Regions from separate parts of the Mus musculus genome. Here region 1 is linked to region 2. A link is a contact called in public Micro-C data. All regions are on one chromosome and are shown on one strand. Each heading gives the region's core, a stretch centred on a gene start, on an enhancer-like site or on the middle of the called end of the contact. The rest is flanking DNA. Distances are from core to core; before and after follow the strand shown. Region 1 has its middle 96 kb from the start of Gm40304. Region 2 has its middle 110 kb from the start of Gm40303.

The links. A called contact is a pair of places that touch in the nucleus more often than the background predicts.
Region 1: a contact with region 2 is called in a Micro-C map of macrophages, with 3 times the contacts expected there. The contact joins two enhancer-like sites. A contact is called at or near these places in 1 of 39 promoter capture datasets (embryonic stem cells), 1 of 15 datasets of contacts at CTCF or cohesin (the NIH/3T3 cell line), 22 of 484 Hi-C or Micro-C datasets (B cells, the BV-2 cell line, the C2C12 cell line and 12 more), 8 of 115 datasets of contacts at active chromatin or transcription factors (bone marrow-derived dendritic cells, embryonic fibroblasts, embryonic stem cells and 3 more) and 4 of 9 other capture datasets (adipose tissue, embryonic stem cells, liver and 1 more).

Annotation. Positions count from the first base shown.
Region 1 is chr5:53,449,251-53,452,540 of GRCm38.p6, forward strand. No RefSeq gene overlaps it. Among named protein-coding and RNA genes, the nearest start is that of Gm40304, 96 kb to the right of the region's middle. Within about 2 kb of position 1,886, at least 39 of the 459 cell types and tissues checked have an H3K27ac peak or open chromatin away from gene starts, as enhancers often do. A contact at or near this core is called in adipose tissue, bone marrow-derived macrophages, heart atrium and 3 more, where this site is marked.
Region 2 is chr5:53,377,393-53,380,384 of GRCm38.p6, forward strand. No RefSeq gene overlaps it. Among named protein-coding and RNA genes, the nearest start is that of Gm40303, 110 kb to the left of the region's middle. Within about 2 kb of position 1,374, at least 130 of the 459 cell types and tissues checked have an H3K27ac peak or open chromatin away from gene starts, as enhancers often do. A contact at or near this core is called in adipose tissue, bone marrow-derived macrophages, heart atrium and 3 more, where this site is marked.

The sequences.
Region 1 (3,290 bases), core at 636-3,135, 72 kb after region 2:
ACACGGGGGGGGGGGGAGAGAAGCCTTTAAAAAGACTTTTAAAAATCTTCATTGCAGATGATCCTGGATTACACAAGAACAGTTCCATATTTGCATATGTTATATATTAGACATATTTCCTCCTTACTCCCCCCATTTATTAGTTGGTGCAAGGGATGAGATTTCACCTCTACTTTAGGGCTGAGGATATAGCACAGTTGGTAGAATGCTTGACTTGCATAGATGGCTCCATCCCCAACATCACCAAACGAAACTGCCTGGATTTGTCTGGCCGAAAATCTCCTTTCATTCACATTTTTCTATATTAGCTTTTTTTTTTTTTGAATTAATGAAAAATAGTCTAAACATTGTATCTTACAACAGTGCTCCCATGGACCCACCGGGCACTTCTATTCTCTCTCTCTAGGTCACTGGATAGTAAGGTAGAGGCTGAGAGCACGTCCAGGGCTCAACAGCTCCATAGCAATGCATCCTGACTTAGGGTGTGTGAGTTTGTGTATACTCTTCCTCTCTGTGCCTCTGATTCCCATCTTCACAGACAGTGTTGACATAGATGAATGAAGAGAACCAGAGCCCTTGCAACAGGACTTGGGAAATGTCACACAAGTATGTGCCAACCCATGTGTCCATGGCCTTGAACCACATTCTCCAGGTACTGAAGCTGCTCCAATATGGAATTAGAGACCTATACAGTTGCTCAGTGACAGGCACAATGCATGAGTGACCACAGTGTCACTGAAGGGTTACTGTGTGTGGCCTTTCAGTTCCACATGGCAGTAAACCTGCACCGAACAGACCTTGGCAGAAATGTGATTTTTATAAGGGTGCCTGACTCAAATATGCACGGCCTGGTTCAGGTGGTCACAGGGTGAGATCAGGATCAAACTCATGTTGTCTCTCTAGAACTGGTTGTCTTTCATGTGTTGATTCCACTCTAAGGTTTGCACTCCACTCATGGTCACAAGATGGCTGCCAATAAGTGCCGGAGTTATCGCGTCTTCCCTGGAGGCTCAAAGGCTCCATCCAATCCAGTCCCATTTCTACTAATTCTATAATTGTCTCCAACATCCTGATTAGCTGGGTGTGTGCCAGCTGCCACCCCTGAAATCCGAAAAGAGCCACAGAGTGAAGAGAGTGTTTAAACAGAAGTCATACTTCTAGTCCCAGCCCCAACTTCCAAAGTTTGCAATGTTTGCAAATGTCCAAGGGACATTATTATACAGAAAGGTCTGTTTACTTCTTCCTAATACCTCTGAATAGCCTGCCTCCTCTTTCTGTCCCAATAATGAGCACCAGGGACCCAAGGCAATGTTGACCCACTGCTCCAGGCTTCAGGCTTCAGTCATCTTGTACACACACACACACACAGACACACACACGAGAGAGAGAGAGAGAGAGAGAGAGAGAGAGAGAGAGAGAGAGAGAGAGGGAGGGAGAGAGAGGGAGGGAGAGAGAGAGAGTTCCTGACCATGTCTCAATGTGGGAGAAGAAGCTGGGAGCAGAGGCCCAGGAGGGTCCATGTTCACAAGACCTGAGTTTGGGAACTGACCCATGCCCACGATGATGGGGAATGCCTGAGGGGAGCTCTTTTAGACAGCTGACCAGAAAACCAGAGCAGTTTGCCTAGCTCAGAACCCAACTTCCTGTGAGAGGCAGTCAGAAACTCCAACCAAATAAGGCCCCAAGCTGGGTGGGAATCTGATCACCGGGTGTTTATATAGATTAGAAGGTCTCCGTTGACTCTCAGCTTAACTCTCCCAGGCTTTGCAGTTCATCAAAGCTCAATGTTCCGTTTCATGATGTTCCTTGCCCACTGCTGAGAAGCTCTGTCAGCTCTTAGAAGGGAAACTTCCCCGTTCGGAGTACGTTTCCCCTGTCCTGAGCCCGAAAGCACCAGTTGCTAGCGGCATCTGCTTAGGAGCAGTGCAGGAGCAGCCAGTTCTTGGAACAGCTGCGGAGCACTCAGGGCTCCCAGCAGGGAGCTAAGAAGAGCCAAATGAAACCCAGAATGATGTGCCAGCACACACAGGCCCCCAGAGGTGGGTCTATTCATGGGAAGCTCAATTCTGTAGCCCCATAACCAGAGTGGACTTGTGGGAAGTACTCAACTTCTCACACACTGGTCAGTGGTCTTGGGAACTGCTGGTGAGAGCCAGGGATTGATAGTTTTTTTAAAAAATGATCCTGGAGATATGGGTTTTGCCCAGCGCAAGGTCACACAAGCAACTTCTACACTGAAGACTTCAAGTTGGGGAAGAGCGAGTGGGTGATGAAGGATAAATCTCAAAGGGCATGCAATTGTCTCATCCCTTCACAGTAAAAGCATTTGTGGTTCTCAAAACAACACTAAGGAAAAAGGAAAGACAAACAATAGCCTGAGAGAAAATACTTGCAAATAAAACTCATGGGATCGTGGAGTAAGGGCACACAGGAAGCAACTCGATAAGAAAAAAAATTCATGGTAATGAAATGAGCAGTAGAAAGTCAGACTCTGTGGGGTGTCAGCCATCTTAGATAGCATAGTCAGGAAAGAGTCTCCCGTAATAAAGCTATTGTCCGTGAAGCAAGGCCAATCACAGAGGATCCAAATGGAACGTTCTCCATAAAACAACAGCCAGTCAAAGGCCCAGAGAGGAGGCAAGGGCATCACACTTAAGTGAGCTTAAGTCTTGATAGGAGCAGGCCCAGGAGGTCTGGTCCTCTAGGGGACTGTGAGCCAGAGCAGCAGTCTGTCCACAAGCGATTGCATCACGTAAGCATGTGAGAGGCCTGTACTCACTGCCATGCGGAAGGATGAACCACACAGAGTTCTTGGTTGCAAACGGTAAAGCTGAGTCACTGGTTTTGTGGGTCAGCGAGGGGACTCAGTGGGTAAAGGCGCTTGCTGCCAAGCCTGGGGAAACTGAGTTCGATCCCCAGTACCCACACAGACAGAACTGACTCCTCTTGCAAACTGTCCTCTGGCCTCCACAGGCATGCTGTGACATAAGCCCAAGCGCGCACACATGCGCACAAGCATCCATGCACGCACACAGAGAGTAAGATAAGTATAATAACTTATTCCCCAAATAATATTGGACAGCTCATAGATATTTTGAAGGTTCTGGAAAAACAAAACAAAACAAAACCAATAGAAAACAGCCAAGCAAACAACAGCAAATCCAAGAACTCAGGGTCAAAGGTAAAGCCAATTCCTGAGCAATAGAAGGAAAATCCATTAAAATGTCCCCAGGTAAGTGTGTGTGGAATCTACTCCAGCCTTCCCCAATGGCCTCGAAAAGGATTTTACC
Region 2 (2,992 bases), core at 124-2,623:
TCAGAAGGATAAACACACTTTAGAGCTGTCAGGACAGCAGGCTGGAGGAGCCCAGGAGGGGCCCCATGCCACCATCCCTCAGTCCCCACATGGCTGGGATAGCAAGGAAGACAGAAAGCTAACTAATAAGGTCCAGGAAGAGTATGACATTCTTCATATAGGAGCTTGCAATGCAAGGGGAGGAAATGGGAGACTGGGACAATAATGAATGTCAGAATTGCCTACAAAGGGTTCTGCCTAAAAGTCAGAGGCGGCTTTTAGTCCTCTGGCTTTCTCTGCACCATCTGTATTCCTCTAGCCAGAGAAATGCAGAGTTCTGAAAGAGGATGAGTGAGGAGCTCCACTCCTGCAGAGATACACTCATTCTTCCTTGGGCTGTTGACAGACAAGGTGGCTTTCTAAAAGGTAGGCAGGCAAGGATAGAGGGTGGGGCTCCTGGTAGCCAGTGGAGACCATTGGGGTCACTTCCAGAGCAAACCAGGGGAGGCGCTGTAAGAGCTCTGTGGGCAGTGCTCTAGTAACAGGCCTTCCTGTCAGTTACTGATCTAATCTCTGTTACTGTGACCAATTGGTCCCAGTCCATGAAAGGCTGCCTCTGCAGTGCATCTGTTACTGGTCCTCTTGGTCCACCACTGACATAGCAGGAAAAGTGGCCCCACCCACCTAATTCCCATTTCTCTGTCTTCTTTTTGAGTGTCCTACGCATTTTCTTTCTCATCCATACCAAACAAACAAACAAAAAAAAACAAACAAACAAACAAAAATGCTCAAGAAGAAATTGGGCATGGTTGTGCATGCCAGTAATCCCAGCACTTGGGATGTGGAGCTAGAGGGATCAGGAATTCAAAACCAACCTCTATGTAGCAAGTTCAAGGTCAGTCAGGACTACATGAAACCCACAGTCAAAACAACATCAAGAACAGGAACAGGAACTAAGAAAAGGCAGGTTGTGCTGTTGGGACAAAGACCTGAAATGGGCCAGGAGACTGAAGATGGGGGAGGGGGGCAGGGATATCAGGAAAGGGACAACAGAGTGTCTCCTCCAGCCCTGGGAATTCTCTGAAGTCCTGTGTGCCTTCTTCATACAACATAGCACTCAGGGAGGATAGCCATCAGATCTTGGTCCAGCCATGCCCCCATGGTGCTCAATAATCTAACAAAGGCTATGTGTATGACAGGAGAGCAAGGACCTTTAATCTGCTGGAGCCCAGGGCATCTGCCAGCCATCGGAGAACCAACTGTCTCCTTTTCCCCCATCAGAAACTGGGCTGCCGCCAAAGCGCCCTTTCCTCTTGCTTATGAAGCCCAGGATCCCCCTGCTCTGCAGGCTGCTGCCTCCTCTTCCCCTCCTAGCTAGCCCAGCCTCTTCTCTCTGTTCCGCCTTCTCCTCACCCCATCTCTTTTTCTCTTCCTCTTTCCATGCCTCTGATCTCCCAATGCCCCCATCCTTCCTGTTCCCTTGGCAGAGGGCAATGGTGTCATCAGGGGTTGGCCCTGGGTCTCCTCTAGCTCAGAACTGACTGGCTTCATGCGAAGTCTCTGTATACAGCTTCAGTGAAGACAGCTTCTCTCAATAGCTCTCTCATCCGTCCAGTTTGCGAATGGAGAAACTGATGCTGAGAGAGATGACACTACCTCCTCTCAAGGTCTTCTGCTGATGTAATTTTGCTCAAGGAATCATTCACTGAACACATCTGATCCCCTCTTCTTGGAAAGTTCCAGTCTGCATGATTGCACCAGGGCTATTAACTGAAGTGCTACCTTCTGTACCCTTAAGACATCCAACCCCATTGTGATCCTACTGCCTCTCCCACCCCCAATTTAGCATAAGTCTAGTGCAGGAAAGTTTTGGGTCTTTCTATATCTCAGGGCCCTTATTTCATCATCTATGGAGAATGAGCGATATTGGTTTCTTTTGATAATACCAGGGTCTTAAGCTCTCTGCATAATGTATTTGCAGGAGCTTACAGTAGAATGGCTTCCTTTTGGTCTCACCTAGACTGTCAACCACTCTCCCCACCTTCCCTCTTTGTCTTGAGGTTTTTGTAAATGCAAAGAAAATTGTGAGTTTCGAACACCCTCAGGGAGAAGGGAAAGCCTATCTGCTAATTATTATGAACCAACTAGCCAGGTTTGTATGGAGGGAACAGAAACAGAGTTTGTTCAGGTAGCTAGGGAAGTAGACCCTGGCTCCTGGAAGTTTCTTTTCAGGGCACACAGGTTTTTACATGCACAGATGGCTGCCTTGTATCTGGGCTCAGGGGCTTGCCTGAGAGATTGCCACACAGTCGGCACGCGCTGCACAACCTTGTCGGGAGAGAGTGTTTATGAGCCTCCCGGTTAATGATTCCCATTTATGGAACATGTGCGCGGCAGCCGAAGGAGGCTGGCTAGGACAGGACATCAGCAAGGCCTCGGCCTCACAGCCTGGCTGCACGCACAGGCTCAACAAGGCAGCTGCCGGGGCTGTTCTGTTATAAGCCGAGGGGATCCGAGGCTCCCCAGAAATCTGGCCTTTTCGGCTCCATCAACATGTTAGCGAAGAAGGTCCTGCGAGAGAGGCTGGGGCCAGACTGACTGAAGCAGGGCAGTAATAAAAACGGCTGCTGTTATGAGGGGGAAAGTTAATATTTCCAGGGTGTTCACTCCATGTGGGGCTTGTTGAAAGCTTGTGCATGTTTTCCCTTTTATTTAATCCTTACAACATGCCTGGTACAGTCCAGATAGGAATTTTGTCTGCTCAGTTAAGCTCCATGGCCCGAAAGAAGAAACACTCAGAATGACCTAGTGTCCTTTCCAGGGCCATAGACTTATACAATGGAAATATTCTCCTATATATTAATATTTATATATGTACATATGTATGCATTGTTTAAAATAAAGGTTTTCACTATGACATCTTCATGCATGCATATCATGTATTCTGCTCATATTTCCCCCCACCCCCTCACTCCCACCCCCTTATCTCCTCCTCCTGCTGCTGGCCGCCTTC